Linked DNA regions of Mus musculus: region 1 is linked to region 2. A link is a contact called in public Hi-C data. All regions are on one chromosome and are shown on one strand. Each heading gives the region's core, a stretch centred on a gene start, on an enhancer-like site or on the middle of the called end of the contact. The rest is flanking DNA. Distances are from core to core; before and after follow the strand shown. Region 1 overlaps Gm30107 (a long non-coding RNA gene). Region 2 overlaps Adamts18 (a disintegrin-like and metallopeptidase (reprolysin type) with thrombospondin type 1 motif, 18).

Evidence for each region. Hi-C and Micro-C count contacts between places; a contact is called where the count stands out from the background.
Region 1: a contact with region 2 is called in a Hi-C map of embryonic fibroblasts, with 2.0 times the contacts expected there. The contact joins two enhancer-like sites. A contact is called at or near these places in 3 of 484 Hi-C or Micro-C datasets (adipose-derived mesenchymal stem cells, embryonic fibroblasts and tail fibroblasts).

The regions. Positions count from the first base shown.
Region 1 is chr8:114,050,473-114,055,155 of GRCm38.p6, forward strand. The region is part of intron 1 of Gm30107 (a long non-coding RNA gene); the gene reads right to left. Among named protein-coding and RNA genes, the nearest start is that of Gm30107, 28 kb to the right of the region's middle. Within about 2 kb of position 2,114, at least 16 of the 459 cell types and tissues checked have an H3K27ac peak or open chromatin away from gene starts, as enhancers often do. A contact at or near this core is called in adipose-derived mesenchymal stem cells and embryonic fibroblasts, where this site is marked.
Region 2 is chr8:113,802,985-113,808,045 of GRCm38.p6, forward strand. The region is part of intron 3 of Adamts18 (a disintegrin-like and metallopeptidase (reprolysin type) with thrombospondin type 1 motif, 18); the gene reads right to left. Among named protein-coding and RNA genes, the nearest start is that of Adamts18, 43 kb to the right of the region's middle. Within about 2 kb of position 1,852, at least 12 of the 459 cell types and tissues checked have an H3K27ac peak or open chromatin away from gene starts, as enhancers often do. A contact at or near this core is called in adipose-derived mesenchymal stem cells and embryonic fibroblasts, where this site is marked.

The DNA of each region.
Region 1 (4,683 bases), core at 864-3,363, 250 kb after region 2:
GGTACAAGGGTGAGGAGAGGGAGCTTCTGGAGGGTGGGATATAGGACTAGGAAAGTTAATGACTTTAAAGGCTTAAGAAGTACGAAGACTCAGAGGATGCACAAATCCCATTTCTCCAAAGCTACGTAAGCAGTAGTCACTGCTAAGGAGATGGTCTCTGGTAGGGCTGCATGCAAATTGGGCAGGAAGCTCCAAAGTTGTAACTTTGGTTATTTGTCATCCATGGGGCTTTTGAGTAATGCAATCTGACCGCCTTTGAGTCACTCATGCCCCTATGAGTAACCCCAAGACACACACTGGCTCACTAAGCTGGATTTGAGTAGATGGATTTCTTTGGGCTGTCTTCAGCATCCTCTCTGGAGTGAACAGATGTTTGCTACGTCTCTAAAGAAACATCGCGCAACACAACGTTCTTCATCTGAGTGGTGGTTACATGCGTATAATTCAATTTATGGAAATCTGAGTTATGCAAGTGATTGCTGTGTGTGTTTATATTCTAATAAAACATTAAAATGGAAGGGAGGGGCACATCAATCCTACAAACATCCCACTGCTCAGAGTTACATCCTGGCTAACTTGTATATCTACACTGCTTAGTCTGATTCTTTTGCCTCCCATGTTTGTTCAAACTATGGCCCCGTCTTCGAGTAACTCACCCACTATCTGTGTTAAAATCATTATCATTCATAGTAATACCACGCCTGAGGAAGATTTCCACTTTGCAACCTGAAATAATTCTTTATCACTTTACATTTCTCTAATGACATTATGGCCATGGGTCCCTTATATACAGCCTTGGGAGGGGTGATAGAATCAATGATAACATTGGTTTCCCATATAGCAGCATCTGGATCTTAACTAGGTAATGATTTAAGCCCCTCTCAATCGCTCCCATCAAGAAGCTCACGGTCTAGGGAAAGGGTCCCTAGTCATTTGTTGAACTCACCACTACAACCATTCCTTGTCACTCTTAGCATTAGATGGCTTTTGCTGCTTTGGAGTAATGACACATCACTTGAGCAAAATGACACATCACTGGAGCAAAAAGAACTTGAAGTAAGTAGATATGCTGAAGCTCTAAGTGATTTAATTCATAACTTCACAGGAAGAAATAAAGCTTTCAATAATGAGCCTTATTCTTTCTCCCCACTGGCTGGCATTCCACTGGGTTTGTAATATACTTAAAACTCTCTTGTGGGTGTAATTAGCTACATGGGCATAAATGTGAGTTTTTAAATAAGAAAAATGGAAACAGCGGATGTATCTGAACCATGGCGATGGAAGCAGCTTGGAGTTATGACTCAGTGGATATAATCTGTTATAAAAACATGAGGACCTGAGTTCTTACCCAGATCCTATAGTTGGTTCCATGCTATTACAACCCAAGATATAGGGAGACAGAGACAGGAGGATCCCTGGGACTTACTGTCCAGCCAGTCTAACTTAATCAGCAAGCTCCAAGTTCAGTGAAAGACCATGCCTCGAGAGTTAAGTTGCAGAGCAATTGAGGAAGATAGAGGTTATCTATCTCTGGCCTCCATGTGCATATTCACACATATGCATGCATCACACACACATCCACATATAGGAAAATGGTCAAGCCCAATTTCAAGTCCCTTGGCTCAGGTTCAGCATAGAAAGGCATCCAACAATCCATAAGCAAGATGTAATAAAACAAAACAAAACAAAACAACAACAACAACAAACAAGTAGCATTAACAGAAAAACATCCACTACAGTCCACCATGTTTTCCCCCCCTGTAAGGGCAATGGCATTTCTGGATTGTTCCTAATGTATCTTCAACCTACAGTTCCCTGCCCCGTTCCCTTCTTCCTCCCCTTTCTTCAATTACCTGTACACAATTTAGGGTATCTTCACTGTGAAACTTCTCCCCTACCCCACCCCACCCCCAAAATAATCCATTAGGACAGAATGAGCAGTATTAGAGGGCTAAGACTCCTCAAGTCAAAATATCTCTGCCATTCGTGATTTTCAACTTTCTTTCTCGGTGGGCAGAAGCCCAGCCATTAGAGGATATTTTCCAGTGTTACAGTCAAACTGTGCATTTTTAGATTTGTGGGCAGGCTGAGTGATCTCCAGCCAGAGGCTCAGCCCTCAGCCTGCATTCCTGTGTCATTCCGCTACCACAGCCTCACTGCTGGCCTCCCCCGAGTCATCGCTCTGGAGAAAATGAAGCACATTTTCGGAATTTAATTTAGGAATAACCCAGGCAACCTAAGGCCAACGAACCAGGCAGTTGGTGAACTCAACAGCGAGAAGAGCTGATGCTGGCAAGAGGAAGGTGGGCAATGTGAGGGGTACTGTGTAGAATAATCTTAATCTAATCTTAGAATGTCCTGGAAGGTGGCACTTACATGTTTGAATAGCCTAAAGTGGCCATATATTTCTCCACTTACCACAGCACTAGAATTTAATAGTTATACCAGGACTAAGCTATCTGTCCTTCTAGGTATCAACTTGAAATCATCTTCTCATCTGAGCTTGGTCCTGTCTCACATCAGTACCATCATCCTTCCTATGACTTGTAGTCATTACCATCTCAGGCTTGGGTGGTCAGACAGATGGATGATGATGGCGCACTGGTTACTTTTCTGTTGCTGTGATAAACTATCTCAACAAAAAGCAGCTTAGGGGAGAAATGGGTTCTTTTCGCTCATGGTTCCAGAGAGGACACTGTCTATCAAGGCATGGGGATCCGACCATGAAGCAAGCAGGCAGGCAGGAAGCAGAAAGAAAACATAGGAAACCAGGGAGGTTATCAAACCTCAAAGCCTGCCCCAGTGAAAGACTTCCTTCAGCATGGCTCCTGACCCTACAGAGTTTATAACCTCCTCAGACAGCATTACCAAGTAGGGTCCAATTGCTCAAATATATGAGCCTATGGGAGACATATCTTGTTAAAACTACCCAAGATCATGTCTATCTCTCCATGGAAATATCATTTCCCTGAGGGCAAGGGTGAGGTCTGCCTTGCTCCTGGCTGTACCCAGCATTGGGGATAGTATTTGATAAACAGGTGATGTTCTAGTTAAAACCATCTAGCTGACTACACTGAATCCAAGACCCTAGAACTGTAGTAAGGTTCATTTGCGGAGGGTGAATAGCAGGAATTAATCAAACCCCTCCCCTTTGCTCTCTTCCTTCACCTTGGTTTGGTACACTACTGCCATTCCTTATGTCTCTGGTCTTTGCTTCTTGTTTTAATCAGATGTTGTGGTTTAGATCTGAAATAGATTGCAACAGCTGCTGTGTTGAAGGCTTGATTCCCCCACTGCAGCACTACAGCAGAGACAGATATGGGGAGGCGCCAACTTTGTGTGGTGATTGAATCCTGAAGTCTCTGAACTCAACAGAATAAGCTAGTGATGATTTTTATAGCTTGGGCAGCTACTGGGAGGTGGTAGAAACTGAATAAAACAGGGCCTAGAGGTGGAGGAAATCAACCAGAGAGACATGCTCTCCCATGGTATACTTCATCCCAGACTTTCTCCTTCTTCTTCTCCTTCTTGGCCACCATGAGGCGAGTGGTTTCCTCCTGCATGCCTTTCCACCATGGTGTACTGCCTTATCATAGGCCCATAAATGATGGGACCGTATGACCATGTATCAAAACCATGAGGCAAAGTAAGTGTTGCTTCCTTCTAAGTTACTCATCTTTAGGGTTTAGTCCAAACAACAGGAAGCTAACATCGTGAATCTCTTCGTTTCTAGCTAGCAGGTAATTTATGATACTTTCGGATCATCCCTATAAGGAAATCACTATGAAAACTTGTACATTGATGAGTAAAATATTTATTATGCATCTTGTGATACTAAGACATCTATCTCCAGGTCCTTCCTATATAATCTATCAATGCTGTTAAAATAGTATTTCATGCAGGAAGCCTTTTGTAATCTACTATTTGATAGTGCCACCATATACTCCCATGAGTTTTTGGAAATGTAAAACTATTTAATTTTACTATCTGTCTGCTTACTTCTTTTTGAGACAAAGTCTTGGGTAACCCAGCCTTGGCCTTGATCTTGATCTTACTCTGTGACTAAAATTGCCCTTGACCTTGATCATACTAGCTTTCACCCAAGTCCTGGAATACACATGCAGTTCATACAGTGCTGGAAACTGTGTCCAGAGCATGCATGCTAGACGAGGACTCTACCAACTGACCCACAGTCCCAGCCTGTAAGTATTTAATATGGTATAAAATGTCTACTATATTATTTCTATTTGTCTGGAAAGATCTACTTGCCATAACCTAGATTATATTGGCCTTGCTATGTTTGTCTGTGTGGTGACTGATAGTTTTTTAATAACATTTCTAGAACCCAGTCAAGTTTGTTCTTTGAAACATCCAGTCTCTGTTTACAAACCATCCAGTCCCACAGATAGTGTAAAATAATTGTGTGACTCCCCCCCACCCCGGCCCCCGCCAAACACACAACCTTAGATCTTCTAACCTTAGTCTCTTCATCTAGAAAAGAGGAGCAATTCTATATGGAAAACAAACCAAACCAACAAAGACAGTGTATATAAAGAACTTAGCCTAGTACCTGGAACATCATATCTATCCAATAAATATAAATTTCATCCCATTATTATCATGATTGCTATTTTCTCCCAAGGAATCTGTTGAATTGCTAGACAGCTATAGTTACTACAGCAT
Region 2 (5,061 bases), core at 602-3,101:
CACAGAATTGTTACTTCCCTAAAGTATAATCATTGTAAGTTACGTTGTCATCATCATCATAAAGAAGATACCAGGACATCCCATCAGCAAACGGTAAGAAAGAATCGAGCCTCTGCACCCACATCATCCCGATGCATTTGTGTATACATACGTGCACATCCATTCAGGAACGCATACTCACTGTTCTCCTTTCACAGGACATCACTGACTAGTAAGATCTGGGATGCCCTCTAGCATCATCTCCACAGGTATATAAGACTAGCAGCTAAATGCTAAGACAATACAATCAACTGCAGACACAGGTTGCAAATTCCTATCCGATTCACTACTTCTGTCTGCAATGATCCAGAGTACCAGAGGAGACCCAGGGTGGGTTTCTGGTAGTACCAGAGGTAACATCGGGGTTTTCAGAGTCACCAGTCTAAGATGGGGCTGAAGGTGGGTAGAGTATCTATGAGGGAGGCAAAATTCTCTGGAGAGACAATACAGTATGACCCAGGAAGTCTCTTAGCCCTGTGGGTTTCCCATGGACCATGGCTCCATCTGTGGCTGTGTCATTTTTTTCCTTGGAGCCAGCCTACAGGACATCTGTATTCACCATTGCCTCTACCTTAGATGATTTTGAGGTCCTCTCTTTAGCTGATTAAGGGGTCTTCCCTTACTTCTCGGTTGAACCATCCTTGGAGTTGCCTCCTCTCTCCACAAAACATGACTTCATAGCACTATACACCTATCTTGTTCCAGCGCACACAACAGCTTCAAGTGCATACCTCCAGAATCCTTTAATGGAAGAGCCTCACCTACAGGATTGGAAGTTACACACTCTAGCAGGGCAAGGATCCCAGCTTTCTAACAGCCAAGCCACCCCAGAACCTACTTAAATCCTGCTACCGTATTGGGGAGTGGGGGGAGAGTATAATCAAAGAACAGAATTGATGCTGTCAACAGGACTGTAGAGCCCCTTGGATTGGAGAGAACTTTTGGCATGTTGTTGCTATGACCACTACTGCAACAAGAAGCCATGATGGTAACAGTGGGCGGGGTGCCAAGCTACTCCATCTTGCTCAGTTCTCCTAATAACACCGTAGGGGTGGGGAGTGCCAGTACCAGGGAGACTTGGTAGCTGAGAAACTGTGCAGAGAGAGAAAGGGGGGAAGGGAAAGGAAGCATGGAGGGGAGAAAAGAAAAATTTAAGTAACACACCCAAGGCCACCCAGCTAGCATGACAAAGCCAGAATTTTCACTAGCCATTGACTACTAAATTCTAGCCTGGAACCTCGATAATTTATAGCTCTCCACCACGCTCTCTTTTTCCCCCCCTGGAATTAAAGACTGACTCATCTACCGACATTCCATTTGGGTAAATAAAGCCATTGGCACTCTACGGTAAGGGAAGCCAAGAGGTTAATCAGCAGACTGTGTTTGCCATAAAAGGGAAATGTTGATTATCAGCAGGAAAAAAAAAAAGGAATCAATATGGCTTCAAACTGTTGTAAATTAAAAACAGATCACAGCCTCCCTACAAAAATATGACTGCGTTTCAGCATAAAGTCATTTAAAAATAACTACTTCCAGACGCCACGCAGGTTACGCACCGGCTTCACATGATTGGTATGAGTTTTTTTTAAAAAGTTGTTATCAGAAATACAAGGTTGACAAAAAAAAATCATTTTAGACCAAAACCGCAGGAAATTTTCGAAGGTTAAGAAAAAATAATAATAACTTAATCAAAAAAACAAATGTTGAAGGAAAAACAAATGGGGTTCAGGACCAAACTGCAGAGGAAGTTCTCAATTCCAGCACACAGGGGAAATCAAGAGCCCAAGAACGCGTGCAAGAAATGGGGATTGGCTTATTTTGTAAACTAAAGTCAGAAACCAGGTGGATGCCAAAACCAGTATTGTTTCCGTAGACTGGCATGTTGTGGACTCTGCCGGCTCTGTTCACCAAATATGTGCCAACCTTTGAAAGAGACTCAGGTTCTGTGTTCAACACCATCATTGAACTACGTGGAGATTAAGTGTGAATAAACAGTTTGGGAGCCTGACTTAGACGTAGGAAAGAAGAAGAATGAGCTGTGGGCAGAGAGAAGACCCTGTGAGTTCGCTGGCACCTATAAGGGGGGAAATGTGTTCACAAGAAGAGCTGAGAGCCTTCCGTTTCCAACTGTTCTAAGGGCAAGCTCTAAGCGGACTTCAGGCTTCCCTTGTGTGCGGTGCTAATAAATTAACATGGCAAGCCCTCCTCTGTGATTTCCTCATTGCCAGCTTCCAGAAGATCCCCCCCAGAGAAAGATTAATAACATTTTAAGAACAATACTCCTTTCTTGATGGGTTTGTAGCGATTAGATATGTAGACACTGTTATCTTTTGAACTCTATAGCATACCAATGGTGCTCTGCCCTGAGAGTGGGGGATGGCTGTCTGTTGTATAGTGCAGCACCTTTAAGAATTAAATCAGCAAATACTGATGTTTAAGGTAGAAATGTCTGCAAATTGACAGACATGGGTTATTCAAATCTTGAAGAAAAAAAAAATTCAAGCCAGTTACTCACCCTAATCATGAGATGACAGCACACGATACTCAGACGTATGCCTGTCTGGTCTAAAGACCTCCAACTGTCTAACCTAAACCCTGCTGAGCCATCTGTGGTGGTAGACGTCTGTAATCTCTGCACTAGAGAAGTGGATGCAGCAGAATTAAGGAAGTCAAAGTCAAATGCATAGTAAGCTCAAGGTCAAACTGTCCCCCATGAGACCTCACCATCCCTCCTGTACACATTCAGATGTACTTTTGTTTTCAATCTTGCCAGCTCTTAGGATTTGAACCAGGAAGAAGTTTTGAGGGTAGCAGGAATCCCAGGAGTACACACTCCAGGGAGTCTAAGAACCTCCAGAAGGTGGGAACCAAGACTGAGCCAGCGTGAAAAGTCAGAAGATCCAATGGCTGGGAGCAGCCTGCTCGCTTGGCACCTGGGAGGAGGCACTGGCTTTGATAACAGCCTTCTGGGGACAATGATCTGGGTGACAGTTCCAGAGCCTGTATCCCCACAGGTCTTTGTTGTAAGGGCTGTTGGGATACCACAGACGTTTAACCTGTACCCAGTGGAGACCATGCTCGGCCCATACGGCATCCAGGATCTCCCTGGAAATGGAAGCCATCGTGCCCTGGTTTAAAGGTCCCAGACGTTAAGAAGAGAAAGTTAATTGAGTACAAAGCAATAACGTATGCATGGCTCTCTGCTCTCAGCTGTGGACGTGATGTGACCGGTTGCTTCAAGCTCTTGCCACTGTGATTCCCTGATGTGATGGGTTTGAGTGGGAACTGTAAGTCAAAATAAGTCCTTGCTTCTCTGAGCTGGTTTTTCTTTGTTGTTGTTTGTTTGTTTGTTAGTTTGTTTTTGTCTTGGGACACTCTGTCACCATGGCAGAAATTAAACCAGGATGCTTGCTTAATCCCAATCACCACTCATTTCAACCAGAAGATGGAGAAGAAAATACTACCCCCATGAAATACCATCTGGAAATACAGTAGAACAAACAATTCTCAGGTATCAGGCAGTGTGTCTGGGTTTTAGCAAGCATTCAACACACACTTGTATTCAAGTGGCCAATGGTGCATTGAACAACAAAAGCAATAATAACCACTACAACTACAACTGAGTGTCCCTCACTAATTGTCCCCTGTCATTCCATACAGATTTGCTCTCTGCAGTCTAGAAGTCTATATGGATCTACCTGAAATACCAGAGCAACTTGTCTCAACACCCCGCCAGGGACCTCTCTTTAAAATAAGCAAAAACATTTCTAGGGCAGAGAAGTACATGGGGTGAGACTAGTTAGTATGACCCGATGCTCACAACCATATCTCCCAAATGGTTAAGATTAAAGACTGGAATCTCAGGCCCTGCATACATGACATTCTATCCCCTGAACCAGGGAGCATCTTGGATGCCACCAGGTCTAAAGCAGTGGTTCTCCTTCTTCAGGCTGAGACTCTTTAATATAGATCCTTGTGTGTTGTGGTGGCCCCCAACCATAAAATTATTTTCACTGCTCCTTCATAACTGTACTTTTGCTACTGGTATGGAATGTGATGTAGATATCTGATATGCAGGATATCTGATATGTGACCCCTGTACAAAGCTCATTAACCCCCCTCCAATAGTCTAGACACAGAGGTCAGGAAGTACTGCTTTAAGTCTTAGTCACCATGGTGTTCTGCCCTTGTTTTCCTAGTGGAAATTACACCTCTGGGATAGTGAGATTTGTGCATGCATTTGGCTGGGTAGGGCTGTCCACAGGGCTGGCAAAGCATTGCTGCTGGGTGATTGACAGAGTGTTTCTGGAGGGATTAGCATGTGGGGCAGTAGACAGAGTAAAGAAGACCCATCCTGAGCTCTGTGAGTAGGTACCATGTGATCCACAGTGGGCCTAGGCAGAAGAAAGAGGTAGAGGAGGGAGGTGATTTCTTCTTCCTGGAGCTGGGACAGCCATCTTCCATCCTTAGACTTCAGGGTTCCAGATGCTCAGACCTCTCGTGTCTGGGGCTGACATCAGCAGCAGCCCAGTTTCTTAGGCCTTCAGGCTTGATCTAGAGGACACCACCTGATTCCTTGTGGATAGATCTTCAAGGTCAGAGTGAATTGGGTCAGCTTTCTTGGTTCTCCAAGTTTGCTGTGTAACACTGGAGGAATACTCAGCTTCCATAATTATACAACCCAGCCCCCATCATAAGCTATCACCTATCTACTTCTCTATCTATCCATCTATCTATCTATCTCTTATCTCTGTATATCACCTACCATCTATCTATCTCTTTTTTTTCCATTTTTTATTAGGTATTTAGCTCATTTACATTTCCAATGCTATACCAAAAGTCCCCCATATCCACCCACCCCCACTCCCCTGCCCACCCACTCCCCCTTTTTGGCCCTGGTGTTCCCCTGTACTGGGGCATATAAAGTTTGCAAGTCCAATGGGCCTCTCTTTCCAGTGATGGCCGACTAGGCCATCTTTTGATATATATGCAGCTAGAGTCAAGAGCTCCGGGGTACTGGTT